3 separate regions of the Pan troglodytes genome follow, and all the other regions are linked to region 1. A link is a contact called in public HiChIP or PLAC-seq data. All regions are on one chromosome and are shown on one strand. Each heading gives the region's core, a stretch centred on a gene start, on an enhancer-like site or on the middle of the called end of the contact. The rest is flanking DNA. Distances are from core to core; before and after follow the strand shown.

Region 1 (5,133 bases), core at 1,254-3,753:
GGAATAGCTGAGCAATTAGGGGCTATTAGCCAGATGGCTTGGGAAAATAGGATAGCCTTAGACATGATATTAGCAGAAAGAAGAAGAGTTTGTGTCATGATTAAAACTCAATGTTGCACCTTCATCCCAAACAACGCCACCCCTAATGGAAGTATAACAAAGGCATTGCGAGGTCTGACTGCTCTACCCAATGAGTTAGCCAGCAACTCAGGGGTAAATGATCCCTTTACAGGATGGCTAGAAAAGTGGTTCGGTAAATGGAAAGGAATAATAGCCCCAATTCTTACCTCCCTCATAGTCATAATAGGTGTACTTATTCTTGTCAGGTGCTATGTCATACCATGCATCTGTGGGTTGGTGCAGAGGCTCATAGAAACGGTACTTACTAAAACCTCCCTTAACTATCCTCCACCTCATCCAGAAAAGCTTCTTCTTTTGGAAAATCAAGCAGAACAACTAAATCAAGACATGCTAAATAAGTTTGAAGAGAAAGCTGTAAGAAAAATGCAAGAGGAGGAAGTTGTTAAATATGAATTCTAAATTTCTCTTCAAAGAATTAATATGTCAGTATGTTCCATTCTTTGCCTTCTACTTTTAAACGTAGCTTCCTAGTAAAGCAACATTTTCTGATTACCTACTCCAACCTGACTCATTCTCCACCTTGACTCATTCTGATTACGTACTCCATCTTGACTCATTCCAATTCATTCTTCACCCTGACTCATTTCATAACCATTTTTCCGCCATCACTGTCTTTAAATTAGTCCATCGGAATTAGTTTAGCCTTTGCAGTCTAACCCTAGCCAATAAGGCAACGACAGAGCAGTGGGGACCACGTGCGTCAGGAATAAGAACCCCTTTCCCTCCCTCGTCCAAGTGTGCACTCACCATTGCTCCATCTGTAAGGGTGCATCCTTCTATAGAAGTACCTTGCCTTGCTGAGAATTAAAAAGAAAATTTTATATTCGACTGCTATTTCTTTTGCGGCATGGAAACTTTATTTATAACAAGATCTTCTGTATCTAATTACTAACTCTTTTTGTTCTCCATTGTTTGGCTTCCCAGTAATCAATAATCATGCTCACTTTGCTTAATTGAAGATTAACATGATCAAAAAGACGGTCTGTTCCTTGTAGAAATTTCCGGTTGTGTAAGATGGTCATTCTCATGACCGTCTGGCTAATCATTTCCCATTGTGTACTCCTGGAGTTGGAATTATTTGCGATTCCTAACGACAAAACTGTATCTTCTTTCTTGTGTTTGTCCTTACTGCCTTTCAGCATATTCCAATATGCCAAGAATTTTAATCTCCTACCTCACCCCAAATTGCTGTTGATCATAATCAGGCAATGTCTCTCTCTCTCTGTTTACTATCTAGTTACTTTACATACATATGAAATGAGTCATGGGCAATACTGTGGAATGGAAATCATTACTGAGTGGTCCTCTTCCCCCAAGTCATTTATGCCACCACTTCATAGTGGTTCCATTTCCAATATATTTTGCCACTTTGCTGCTGAGAATGTGTCTTACTAGGTTAGCATCTATAGTGGTTAAAAAAACTCCCATAACAATAATTGTGTGAATCACAGAATTACCAATGACCCCTTATCAATAGCATTCCTGTTAATTAAATTGAGATGGGGAGAGATACAAACAACTCCGAACCTCACTCATAGTCCCCCACCAAAGCTAAGTATTATGGCTTCTCTCTCTGACTAGATAGAGGCAGAGTTTATTGCAAAGCCACAAGTGTCCTCCTTTGGATTCCCCCAAATAGTGTTTCAGTGAATTCCTCTAGCTTGAATTGCTCCTATTTGCTGGGGGAGTTAGGCAGTCCATATCCGATGGATTTACTATGCCGACAATTACGTGGCCTTTCCACAGCCTTTTATTTGGCAGGTACCACATATGAAGCTTAGAAGATACAGTGGGCAACAGGCCAAATGGAGTCCCTTTCCTCAGAGTGCATGGCCTGGCAAAAATCCTTGAATTCAGTATCAACTTCCCTTCAAAGGCAAGGCTCTGCACCCTCCCCACGGATGCCTAATCCTGAAACCATTTTGTTTTAGGTTTAATTAGAAAGCTTTGTCTCAAGAGCACTTTTGTTTGTTCTGTTTTTTTTAAGTCAAGGTAGTTTTGAATGAAGGAGACAATATTTGAGTATTTACAAATCGGGTATTTAGAATATTTACACATATACAAGTTCTGGGTGAAGTATTCTGCTCCAATTTGCAATCTAGGCACACTTTGCTAGAAAACGTTAAGACTGAATTCAAATCAAGTACAGTATTTCAGAAATCTTTCAGGTGAAGCCTAGTTCTGGTTGCTAGGCAACCTGACAGACTCCCAAGCTGGGACCACCTCGCCTCCCACATTTGACCATCTCTCCAGCGGTGGGACGCGGAGTACCCATTGGCCCGCATCTCCTCTCACTTAGTCCCAATTGGTCGGAGAACCTCTCACTCCGCTCCCGTTGGCTCTCGCCGTATCTCGCAGCTCCGTCATTGGCAACTGGGCTCTCGTGCCACCGCACGTCAGTCTCTCACACCACTTCCTCGGCCCTGAGACTTTGTCCCCGCCCCTTCTCCCCGCCCTTCCAGCCACGAGGGAAAATCCTAGCGAGTCATGGCCTCTAGTTTCCTTTTGATTGGTAGAAGCCGGACTGGGGGGCGGGCGCTGCCGGGCAACTCTACCGGCCGCGATTGGCTGCTGGAGCCACCGTCCCGCCTCCCAGCGACTCTCGGCGGTGCCGGAGTCGGGTGGGTTGGCGGCTATAAAGCTGGTGGCGAAGGGGAGGCGCCGCGGACTGTCCTTTCGTGGCTCACTCCCTTTCCTCTGCTGCCGCTCGGTCACGCTTGGTGAGTGTCCCGCGCTGGGGAGTAGAGCTGGGCTGCGGAGGTGCCGCGAGCGGGGTGTGGGCCAGACAGAGGCGGTGTCCTTGACTAGGCCCGAAGGAGCTGGGGCTCTGGGTCAGGACGTAGGCGTGGACTTTGCCCGGGAGGATGGGGCACCGTGAGCGGGGCCGGGCGGGGGTTCCCTCGTGAGGGACCTGAGGCCGACCGTAGCGGATCTGAGAAGATCCGAGAACACAGGCGAGTCGCGGAGGGGAGAACGCGAGAGGGCGTTGAGGTCTAGGTGTTCTAACGACATAGGAGTTGGAGGTGCCAGAGAGGCAGCTGTGACCGCCTAGAGGTGAGTGGGGGGTGTCAGGAGGGGGAGAAAAGACAGTTGGGCTACCAAGGCGTTTCCAGAGCGTTGGTTAAGGGTGGACGCCAAAGGATGGGTAAGATCCTCTTTAGACGGAGGCTGGTAGGTTCGCAGGGGGTGTGTCCTGCTGCCACATATAGAGTTGATGGAAAGAAGGGAAGTGGGTAGCATTACTTTTCTTCCTCAGCTCAGGTGCAAGAAAGCGTTCACAACCGTGATTTAGACCTGGCTAAGTACTGGGGCTCAGTCTGTACTTGCTTCAAATCTCATAGATCACTGCCTCCCGCCTTCCTGCCTCCATATTTTTTTTTTTTTTTTTGTCTACGTTTTAAAGAATAGGCTTCCTTGGTGTTCTGAAATCCCACATCTCTCTCCTGCTAATACCTTCGGGACCAGCTTTAGGTGATACAGTGTAATGGGCAGGCACTCACAGAGTCCTCCCACAAATAGGTTTTGGATTAAGCTAAGGATATTTCAAAGCAAGTATATGGAGTCTTTGAAAACCCACGTCTGGCCTTGACCAGTGGTAGAGAAACGATTATTCTGATCCACTCTGGAGGAGGGATTTGGGGAACAAATAATGTGAGGTTGTGCCTGTTTGTCATGCTTGTCCCTGTGGCCTTAGCCTTAAGGCATCAGTAGCTGCTTTCACTGCTCACCTCTGCTGCAGCTCCCCACCTTCCCGAGGATGCTCTTGCCACCTGCTGCAGTAGGATGATGTGTTCTGGCTGCTGCTAACTAACATTTGCTCTGTTTTGAGGCATGAATATGAAAAACAATGACAAGATAAACAACAAAATTAAGACAAATGGAAGTGCTCCTAGAGTTAACATTTTTCCTTCTGAGATGTGTTTTGGACTTTATTGCACAGATACTATTAGATGAGAGGCAGTTGAAAGTCATTAACATTATCCGTGTCAGTAGTTCTTTGCACTTGAGACACCTAAGCAGCTTGTGTTCCTTAAACTTTATTTTAAAATTGCAATTATTTTTGTGTGAAGAAGGGGGCAGGGATAGCATACCTTATGGGAAGAGAGAAAGGCTTTCTTTGTGTCTACTTTTGTAGATATTTCTCACCTAAGTTTGTAAGTTTGCCCTTTATTCGGTTTTACTTTAGTTCAGCTCAATTCTGGTATAATCATCAGTAACCCCAGCACTCAGAAGGTCTGACTTACGCTGTGGGGAGGGAGTGTAAAAGGATATTTTATGTTTGGAGCCGTAGGCCACGTCATTTGGGCCTTGTTTTAATTTTGTTTTTCATCTTAAATATCCCTCCAGATTGCTTTTACATCTTGTTTCTTTTAACTGTGGATTGATTTTGAGATTTTGACTTAGATTTTAGATAGCTTTTCTCAGAAGAAATAAATGCAAAAACCCGATATTGTTGTAACATCAGTTTCCTGTGTCCTCTAGAATCATTTAAAACCTGGTTGGATCTTCCATAATCCAGTGGAATTGGATATGAGATGTAGCTGGAGAAGTTGGTTTTGCTACGTATCAGACTCTCCAATTAGTTTCATTTAGAAAGGAATATAGCCTTATAATTTTATGCTGGGTTACCGTGGAACCAAATATCATAGAAGGATGTGTGATATTTTTATGTTTTTCAAGAAGGTAGTATAGATTTAAAAGGTGGGATACATATTACCTGTCCTAATGATAGGACTAGATTTTTTTTTTTTTTTTTTTTTTTTTTTGAGACAGAATCTCACTCTGTCGCCCAAGCTGGAGTGCCGCAGCGTGATCTCGGCTCACTGCAACTTACGCCTCCCAGGTTCAAGTGATTCTCCTGCCTCAGCCTCCCGAGTAGCTGGGACTACCGGCATGTGCCACCACACCCAGCTAATTTTTTTTGTATTTTTAGAAGAGATGGGGTGTCACCATGTTGGTCAGACTGGTCTTGAACTCCTGACCTCAAATGAT
Region 2 (5,133 bases), core at 1,784-4,283, 190 kb after region 1:
CCACATATCACAACGCCTGGCACTTGACAGGTTATTATTAGAAAAATGTCTAGAAAGTACAAAAATCACTTTTTGCTTCAAGGTAACAGGTATTGATCCATCCCATTGTAGAGCCAGAATTTCCTCTAAATGCTACTTCAGTTCATTTTTCCTAGCTTTCCCCCTATTATGGCAGCCCACTTCACACTGCATGTCATCTGTACCTCTGCTAATACATCACTACTTCTGCTATAGAGTACAGTAAAAGCTTCTACTGTAACCTGCAGCATCTCCAGCAGTCTGAAACATAAGCCCACTGAACAAAGATAGTAATTCACGTTTAATACTTGTTTTCAAAAAACAATGACCACCAGTTTCCACAATGGAAAAGACCAACATCTACCATCTAAGTTTTTCCTGGCACATCATTCAACCAAGCACTTCACTGAAAGTAAGACTTCTCAGGTATCAAAAGAACAATTTATCTACCTTTACCTACAGGAACTACTGATGCCTATTTCCTATGGTGTCTTGATAAACTGTCTAAAACTGCTTCACCAATTGTTTGCTAAGTATTGTATTTAAAACAAGCATTTAAATAAAATGGCTTCTTTGATTTATTAAATAAAACAACAACAAGAATCATTTACCTTCTATCTCCACCAACGGTTCTTGGGTAAACTCCTGAAAGAATTTGTAGAAGAACTTACTACAAGCAGCCAAAACAGCCTTGTGAGCCTTAAAATGGTGTCCTAGGTAAAATAAAAAAAGAAAATCATACACAAGCACGAAAATCAAATGTATAACTACAAAATAGACTTAAAAATCATATAAAGCAAAATAGGTCTTCCTTCATTACATAACTACAGAAATTATTGAACTAAATGCAGAATATTCTTGGCAGCTATCTTGGCAAATGTTAATCTCAATTAGATATAAAGCTAAATCTTCACTTCAAACCCCTTTAGTTTTATAAAGGCTAATTTACAACACTAGGTAAGGAGCCTCTTGACACTTTGTTGTTTCCAATTAAGTAGTGAGAAGCATATCCAACTCAGTTGAAACTGCTAAATAAAAGGACAACCCAAAAGGTCACATATCATTTGGAAAGAGAGAAAAAAACCATAAGCACAAAGCTACATATGTCTGCTATGAAAAACATTTTAATATGCCTAATATTTGGAAGCTCCATCTATGGTAGACCCATAATTTTAAAAACAGGTTACCTTGAGAAACCTATTTTCGCTAAACAGAAAACATACCCACGCTGGATTTCCTTCCATTATAGAGGCAACTCCTAAGCCTGGTAAAGACCCCATTTTATTTTGGAGATTCTCAAAGGGGGTATGAGTGCTGCAAAGGAATCTCTCTCATTCTCCCTTCAAGACCATTTGGGAAACTAGAAAAAAAATCAACACTTCCCAAATGACTCCTCTAAGGGACTTCTCAAAGCTTACCAACAAGAGGCTATCAACCAAACATTTTGAGACAATCTGTCCCCAACGACATCATCTTGCACTCAACAGGATGTAAGAAGTTAAAATGAGATGAACACCAGACTACGTGGAAGGCATGACTGACCAACCAGCCTTCTGCAGCACGCTGTGTGAGTAGACACTGACAAGTGCAATCTGGTCCCAGTGCACGCACTCTGCAGACTTTGGTAGGGAGACCATAGAGGATGGGTTTAAAAAAAAAAAAAAAAAAAAAAAAGGCGGGTGTCCGAAGGACAGAAAAAAACTGAAGCCAAAAATTCGCTCCTCTGCCCACTGCCCTACCCACCGTCGACAATTAGGGTGATGTCAGTAAACCGGTCCTGCTCTCGCTGTTCATTCAATCGGTCGAGGATCATTTTATGATGTTCAGGGAACTCCTGAAGGCATTCCATCGTCTCTTCAGCCTCCATGGCCGTCGGGCTGCTCTACAAAAGAGCATGATAATGTACACCCATGAGCTCGAGCCGAGGAACAAAACCCCTAAAGCATAAAACAACAACAAAAAAACCCAGCAACGTGAAAAGAAGGGGGGAGGGTGAAGCAAGAGGAGAGAAAGACGAGGGAAGAAAGGCGAGCCGAGCGGCCCCGGCGCGTTAAGACCGGAGCCGCGGCCGCGGGACTCCGAGCCTGACCTAATTGGAGTCGGGAGACGCGAGCTAGAGCGGGGTGGGCACAGCGCCGGAGGTTCCGAGCGCCAGGGCGCGCAAGTCCAACAAGGGAGGGGACTCGACAGCCGTGGCGGTCCTCTAACGGCCCGCCAAGCCCTTCTGCCCGGCCGGGGCTCCCACCGCCCCGGGACCCGGTCCGGCCCGCGACCCACAACGACTCTCGGGTCGCCTCTCCCTCCCCCGCCCTCCCTCTTCTCCCCCGCCCCGACCGGGCCGGCACTCACTGAGGGAAGGAGGAGCGGCCCAGGCTTGCGCGTCACTTACGTCGACGCACACCGTCACCGCGTCGAGCTCCGGCTGACGCGGACGCCTTCCGGGCGCCGACCAGCAAGGGAACGGGCCACGCCCCTACCCACACCCCTCAGTGGATGGGCGGGGCCGAGCGCGGGGATTTGGCGCTCACGAAGGGCGAGAGCTTGCTCTCTGAGAAGAAACCGGGCAGCGGTGGGCTTGGGCTAGTGCAGGGCCTGGCAGGGCCAGAAGCTGGGAACCTAAGTCGTTGCCCTTCAACCTCTCACCCTCCCCAGCTTGACTCCAGGGGCGGACACTTCCCGACCCGAGCCCGGAATGAACTCGCCAACCGTCCTCACAGCCCAGCTACTGCGCGGCCCCTCCCGCCCCGTCCTGCCCCGCCCCCTTCCTTCCGAGACCTGGGTTGGCCCGCCTTACCTAGCTCGTGGGTCGCCCTCCTTCCTCTCCGTCCCTCAGAGCCTCTTGTTCCGTGCTTTCCCCTCCCAGGGCATAATGCGCCCCACGCCGTTCCTGACCCCTAACCCGTGGGTCGCCCTCCATTTTCTTCGTGAGAGCCGGGGCTCCCCTTCTGCTCGGGCCCCGCTGGCGCACGTGCGTTCGGTTGGGCACTCGGGCGGCCGCGGCCCCGGCAGCGGCAGCGACGGGCGCGAGCACGTTCGGGCCGCCCGGAATCTTCCTCCGCGAAGCGCGCCCTCCCCGCGCCCTGCCGCAGCACGTGCTTGCTGGGCTCAGGACCGGGAGCTGCTCAGAATTATTTACACCGGATCCCGTTAGTGCAGGCCTTCCCCACTCCTTTAAAGAGTCCAGGCCGGCGCGGTGGCTCGTGCCTGTAATCGCAACACTTTGAGAGGCCTGGGCGGGTGGATCACATGAGGTCAGGAGTTCGAAACCAGCCTGGGCAACATGGCGAAACCCCGTCTCTACTAAAAATACAAAAATTAGCGGGGAATGGTGGTGGGCGCCTGTAATCCCAGCTATTCGGGAGGCTGAGGCAGGAGAATAGCTTGAAGCGGGGAGGTGGAGGTTGTAGTGAGCTGAGGTAGTGCCACTGCATTCCAGCCTGGGCGACAGAGCGAGACTCCGTCTCAAAAAAAAAAAAAAAAAAAAAAGTCCAGTGACCCACAGTCAGCTGCATGTGACTGCTTCCTTAATTCCTCCAAAGAAATATTATATATAAATACATTTTGAGGATAATTCTATAATTGAGATTTACTTATTTTTTTCTCTCAAAGAACTTGAGAATTGGGATTACGGAGGAACTCAAATAGCTATATGGTAATAATGTAATCATAACTTCAACAGATATGTATTGAGAATCCTAGTACTAGACACTGAGAAGTCCAGCTGTGAACAAGGTATATGTGGTTTCTGCCTTTCTGAATCTTAAGTCTAGTAGACTGCATAGATATTTTGAACAGTAATTGCCTCGGTGCTTACTGATGAGTTTTGCAACACCTGAACAAGTAACTGGGTGTCAAGGAAAGCCAGTTGACCTGTAAGAAGAGATGTGGGCGGGCGCGGTGGCTCACGCTTGTAATCCCAGCACTTTGGGAGGCCGAGTTGGGGAGGAGGAGTTCAGCCCAGGAGTTTGAGGCCAGCCTGGGCACATAGCGAGACCCCATCTGTATTAAAACAAAAAATGTTTTTAAGTGATGTGAAGTCTAAGTGTTCTTAGCCAACAGTATAGCACATGCAAAGGCACCAAGATTATAGCATTCAGGAAACTGAAACAAAATGTTGCTGGATAGACGCACAAGGGTGCCTTATAAAAAGTGTTGAAGATGTCAGATTTTCTTTTTGCAAGGGGAAGCCTTGCCGCATGGTGACATCCTAAGATTTACTTTTTAAAGAGATAATTCTAGCCCCAATATGGAGAACAGATTAAATGGGACAAGCTGCTAGGAATAGAGATCAACTGGGAGACTGTTAGTAATGTGGATGAAACCATGGGGGGAAATGGAATTAGAGAGCTGGTCAGAATCTAGAGATAGGCTGGGCGCAGTGGTTCAGGCCTGTAATCCCATCACTTTGGGAGGCCCAGTCGGGGAGGATCGCTGGAACCCAGGTGTTCAAGACCAGCCTGGGTGACATGGTGAAACATCGTCTCTACAAAATACAAAAAAATTAGTGATGGTGTGCACCTATTGTTTCAGCTACTTGGAAGACTGGGGTGGGAGGATCGCTTGAGCTCAGGGAGGTTGAGGCTGCAGTGAGCTAAGATGGTGCCACTTCACTCCAGCCTAGGCAACAGAGTGAGACCCTGTCTCAAAAAAAAAAAAAAAAATCTAGAGATAGAACCAACATTGGCTGTAAAGCATGCCATAGATACTCGATAAATATTGCTGGATATATTGGTGACAAGGGAGAAGGAATAGTCAAAGATGGCTCCTGGATTTCTGGCTTGAGCCAGTAGATTGTTGGCACCATCTACCAAAATAGGAAATACAACTGGCGGAGCTGGATGGGGAGAGAGGATGGAACCAGAGGTGTTATTATAAGGAGATAATGTTAGAGGCCCTTGGATATATGGGCCTACATATAGTTTAGGGAAAAAGACTAACCGTACAGATAGAGATTTGCAAGTTTACAGCATAAAAGGAATATTGAAGTGTTAAGAATAGATGGGATTGTTTAAAGAGAGTCTGCAGGAGTGATAGGCTAGCTGCTTGTAGATTGAATTGGTGTTTTAAAATATTATCATCAGCTGGTGGCTCATGCCTGTAATCCCAGCACTTTGG
Region 3 (5,133 bases), core at 1,457-3,956, 180 kb before region 1:
TTCACGATATTGACTGTCTTCTATCAAACTCTAAAAAGTGAAAAATGGAATTATTACAACATATTATTAAAGTTTAAGGATGTTGTTTCAAGTGACTGGTATAAAATTACTAGTAAGCCAAGATATTGTACGTATTACCCCTGCACAATGATTGTGAAAGAACTGACATTTAACTTTGAAGGTATTTTTAACTTGTACATTTTTAAAATATGTATTTATATCTTAATAATAAATAACTATTTCGAAGTTTTGAACGTGTCACATTTAATTCTTATTTCAGATTAACAAGAAAAAAAATTGTAACATTATAAAGTTGTTGCTGTTTTTATCTTGTGGAGCATTCACTATTAATCTTCAGGTTTTTTCATTTTGTTTGTTTTTACTATTTGAGATACGGTCTTGCTTTGTCACCCAGGCTGCAATGCAGTGGTGCAATCATAGCTCACTGCAGCCTTGAACTTGTGGGCTCAAGGGATCTTCCCACCTCAGCCTTCCGAGTAGCTGGAACCACAGACATGTACCACCACGCCTGGCTAATTTAAAAAAATTTTTTTTGTAGAGACAGGAATCTCCCTATCTTGCCCAGGCTGGTCTTGAACTCCTGGCTTCAAGCTATCCTCCTGCCTCCGTTTCCCAAAATGCTGGAATTACAGGTGTGAGCCACTGCACCCAGCCTCTTTTTTTTTAATATGCAGAATTGTGCATTTGTTCACTTGCTATTTGGTCCCTTTACTCCAAGTATTTTTCAGTAGAGCTATGAGACAAGAACTAGATCTCAAAAACAAAAAAGGAGACAAGCAACATTGTAAACTAAAAATCAGGCACTTTGGCAAAGACTGTATCTAAACTGTCTCATGAACCAGATACTTTCTTTTGAACACAGGAAAAGATTTATGCTGCAAAGTGTTTAACAGAAATGAGCTCACCAAAAGTGCTATTTATTATAAGCTTGTCTATTAAGAACAAAACCACATATCTATAATGACGTCAAGATTACACCAAACACAACCAGAAATGTTCTAATTTTCTGATTTCTATAAAAGACCTGGCTCTTCAAATAAACGGGAAGCAGTAACAGAGAAAACGAGAAAAATGGGGAGAAGAGTGTAGATCAGGAATGATAATGTCAGTAAGTTAAAGGGGCACAATGCCTTTTTTTTTTTTTTAGTTCCTCTGACACTGGATTCCTTCACATTTCAATTCTCAAACAAGTACCATTTCCTCAAAAGGGCCTTCCTTACTACCTGACTAAAGTTAGCATCTCCCAAGTCTATTACATCACCCTATTTACTTCCTTTATAGTACTTATTACAATCTGTCTAGCTTGTTTCCTTGTGGCTCACACCCTCCACTAGAACTTGAGCTCCATAGTCATTCTGTAGCACACTGAGAGCACTCTGTTTGTATAAATGAATCAGTAAGCTGGGCACAGTGGCTCACGCCTGTAATCCCAACACTTTGAGAAGCCAAGGAGGGGGGAACACTTGAGCCCAGGACTTCAACACCAGCCTGGGCAACATAGCGAGATGCCCATCTCTACAAAAAACTTAATTACCTGCACGATGGCATGTGCCTGTGGTCCCAGCTACTCCAGAGGCTGAGGCCGGAGAATCCCTTGAGCCCAGGAGGTCAAGGCTGCAGTGAGCTATGATTGCACCACTGCACTCCAGCCTGGGTGACAGAGGGAGACCCTGTCTCAAAAAAAAAAAAAAAAAAAAAAAAAAGGAATAAACATCTACAGGCAGTAGACCGACTACAGAGAAAAGAACTACTATTACATTGTTTGGGTTTGCATGAAGCCATCTATGTTGTTCCTCAATAGCTCCATAAAGCCTAGATTATAAGACTTTGTACCACACTGCCAAAAGGGTAATGCCAAATTATTACTGCATTCAGAAGGAGAAAATTTGTCCTTAACATGGCTAAAAGCACTCAAAATTATAAATACATTTGCTGAGAGATACTTTAAATTCTCATTTAAGGTGTGTGTGAGTTAAAAGGTGTTTAATTTTCCCTGTCAGTTGGGTCTTTTACATTGGCTAAGAACCAAGACTGTGACAAGAAATGAGTTCTATGATTGAGAAACTCTAAGATTCTGGGGGTGGCCTAGGAGTTTACTTTGAGATTGAAATTTATTTTCTATGGTCAACTGTATAATTACGATGATACCACCCCTTGCTTTCCATCTGACACTTGGTTTGAGAAACTGTAGGTAGGAAAGGGAAAGAAGAATGTCCCTCCTTGGGCCTCTTCTTTTGGGCCTGTGCTTCCTAGAGTCAAATGTCAAGCTGGTATTTCCTTGGTGCTAAGAGCAACCACCACTCTGAGGCAGAGACGGGATGGGACCTAGCCAAAGTCCCAGTAAACAAACTGTATCTTGTAAGCGCAATTTAATTAGGGTCAAACTATTCTGTATGGACTTGCTTTTTCGACTTCTGAGGATTCAGTAGTCATGATTAAGTGTTGTCACGCTACTGCGATCTACAAACAGTAGCTCCACAACATCCGCCCGCATCGTGGCAAAGAATTATCAAGAAATCCCCAAGGGGGCGGTGAGGAGCCGCCGGTCGGCCAGGTCGCCCGGTCCCTCAGTCTGGTGAAAAGCTCCGTTGCCCACCCTGAGGGCTTCGCGGAAGGAAGTTGGCCGTATCGCTGCACCTTAGAGATGCGACGGCCGAGGCTCCCAGCTCAAGCTTCTGGTAGTAAGGCCTGTATGCCTGGCATTCGGGGAGGCCACTTTTCTATCCCCAGCTTCCGGGCCACCACTTGGGTGCGTCGTGGGGATGTCGGCAGCTACGTTTGCGGCACAGCTCCGGCTAAACTGAAAAACGAATCCTCAGGTTTGACAAAACTAAACTAAAAAGGCACTTTTCTCCTCTCACTCTGACGTCCCAAAAGTTTCCTTTTTAGGGGTCGGGGCCTACGGTGGGCGAGGAGAAACTCGAGGTATCTACCCACCGCACCAAACAGAACTCAAGCGTCGCTTCCTTTCGACTTGGAGCTGGCCAGTATCCCGGCGTCCTCTCGGCCGACGCTGCGGTCTGAAGCCACTCTGGCCGGCAGCCGACGTCTCTATGGCTCCGACCGAGGGGCGGAGGAGAGGGGCGGGGCCGCTGCTCGAGCTGCTGCTGGATTGAACTCAGAGAAGCCGGAGTGGGTACGGCTGAGCCGCTGCGTGGGACTGAGGGGAGGGGGCCGGGTGGACGCCGCGGAACTGCGTCCTGAGGTGGGAGACCGGAGGTGGGGACCACTGAGTCTGATGTCTGGAGGGTCCGGTTGCGGGTCGGAGGGCGTGCTGGAACAGCCGCCACGCGGGAGCCAGGAGCCTCCTGGGTGCGTGTGACCCACGAGCCGGCACCGTCCCGCGGCCCTGGGGTCTGCGAGGAGCCCTGGCGCCGCCCTCCGGCTTCGCGCTTTTTCTAGATCCCTAGAACCCCAGCCCTCCGCCTGCGCTCCGCGCCCCTGGCCTTTTTCTGGCCCAGGGTAGGGTTCCGGGAGTCGTGCCGAAGGAGCCCATTGCCGTCCTTAACCGGTTGTAAGAGCCTTTCGTGCCCCGGAGCCTTTGAGGCTTGAATGCTGAGAGTGTGACATGGTCCTTTCCCTGCAGCCTGGCCCATTTTTTTAAATGACATTTAAAAAATTGTTGCATCACACCAGACTCAGAAAAGGATGTCTGGGAACTTCTGAGGCTTGAAACATGTTGAAATACAGAATTTTGTTTTATTCGTAATGGGCATAGGAACTAAACATTTTAAGTGCAGACATCTGATGGCTATAAAAAGTTTCAGTGAAAGTAAGCAAGATTTGTGTTTCCTTTCTTTGTCAGTTAGTTGCATCAGATTTGGCATCTGCTTTTGATATTTTTCCATTAAAGAAATGAAATATATTAAGTTTACAGCAACTACAGTTCAGTGAAGAAGACTTACTGGTAAAGCATAATAAAGGCGGTTTCTGGAATTTGGACCGTGTTTTGACCTTGGGTTTTTGCATATAATGTGTAAGGTTGGTGGGGAAGAGGGAAAGTTAAAACAGATGACACTTACTTAGAGAATGTATCAGCTCTTATTTGTTTTGACAGAAATAATGTCTAAGAGATTATTAGCAAACAATACATGATAGCGTATAATTAAAGTGACCAGCTAATTATATGTTTGTGGAATTCAGGAAGGAGAAAAGTACTGCTATGTATACTCTGAAGGCCCCAAAGTTAGTGGTATTTGCTATAAGGGGGATGGGGTGTGACAAAGTTTGGCCATTGCAGAAAGTGGCTTCTGCGAGTCATAGGGAGGAATTTATAATATGTCAGTTATGTCAGAGAAGCTATCCCAAACAGTATCTTTAGTTCATAGGCTGAGGATTTATTATGTGATTATCCCTTGTATTAGTAAAATGGAATATTTTTTAAATACCTTGAGCACACTGGATTTTTAAGCATGACAAGTTTAAAAGAGATCACTACTCTTAAGCAACCTTATCAACAAAAGTGAATATGTAAAAGGAGGTTCGGGAGTCCGTTTTATTTGTAGGGGGAGGAATAGGAAGTGGAAAAGGAAATAAAAAGTTTAAGAAGAAAAATGGGTACCCTTAGGTGTATTATTCAGAGACAATAAGTAATACAGGAAGAACACTTAGTAAATTTCTCTTTTTCTAATACTCAGACTCTGAGCCAGATGTTATATATCTGCACCAAAAGTTGGAGTAGAATAGATGCCAGAAATGTGGGGTTCTGGAACTGCAATTATACCTTCCTTAAAAATAGAAATAGTTCTCTTCTACGTATCTATTGTGTAATAAATTACACCAAAACTTAGAGGCTTAAAACAGTAGACAGTAGGGGCCAGGCGCCGTGGCTCACGCCCGTAATCCCAGCACTTTGGGAGGCCGAGGCGGGCGGATCACGAGATCAGGAGATCGAGACCATCCTGGCTAACACGGGTGAAACCCCGTCTCTACTAAAAATACAAGAAATTAGCCGGGCGTGGTGGCGGGCGCCGGTAGTCCCAGCTATTCGGGAGGCTGAGGCAGGAGAATGGCGTGAACCCGGGAGGCGGAGCTTGCAGTGAGCAGAGATCATGCCACTGCACTCCAGCCTGGGTGACAGAGCGAGGAACCATCTCACACAAAACACAAACA

What was found. HiChIP or PLAC-seq counts read pairs in DNA pulled down with a chosen protein or histone mark.
Region 2: a contact with region 1 is called in an H3K4me3 HiChIP or PLAC-seq map of stem cell-derived excitatory neurons, with 5 times the contacts expected there. The contact joins the promoter of ZNF131 here to the promoter of HMGCS1 in region 1. A contact is called at or near these places in 1 of 7 Hi-C or Micro-C datasets (stem cell-derived neural progenitor cells) and 1 of 1 datasets of contacts at active chromatin or transcription factors (stem cell-derived excitatory neurons).
Region 3: a contact with region 1 is called in an H3K4me3 HiChIP or PLAC-seq map of stem cell-derived excitatory neurons, with 3 times the contacts expected there. The contact joins the promoter of TMEM267 here to the promoter of HMGCS1 in region 1. A contact is called at or near these places in 1 of 7 Hi-C or Micro-C datasets (stem cell-derived neural progenitor cells) and 1 of 1 datasets of contacts at active chromatin or transcription factors (stem cell-derived excitatory neurons).

The regions. Positions count from the first base shown.
Region 1 is chr4:69,481,047-69,486,179 of NHGRI_mPanTro3-v2.0_pri, forward strand. It overlaps HMGCS1 (3-hydroxy-3-methylglutaryl-CoA synthase 1), which reads left to right and starts at 2,504. Exons shown (of 10, transcript XM_016953343.3): 1 at 2,504-2,861.
Region 2 is chr4:69,672,989-69,678,121 of NHGRI_mPanTro3-v2.0_pri, forward strand. ZNF131 (zinc finger protein 131) reads right to left here and starts at 3,034. Exons shown (of 7, transcript XM_009449220.5): 1 at 2,813-3,034; 2 at 1,762-1,900; 3 at 630-731. The coding sequence starts at 1,885.
Region 3 is chr4:69,301,470-69,306,602 of NHGRI_mPanTro3-v2.0_pri, forward strand. TMEM267 (transmembrane protein 267) reads left to right here and starts at 2,707. Exons shown (of 3, transcript XM_009449205.5): 1 at 2,707-2,840. LOC104006458 reads right to left here. Exons shown (of 5, transcript XM_063811807.1): 2 at 2,659-3,377. The coding sequence ends at 2,907. C5H5orf34 (chromosome 5 C5orf34 homolog) reads left to right here. Exons shown (of 12, transcript XM_009449209.5): 12 at 1-250. The coding sequence ends at 41.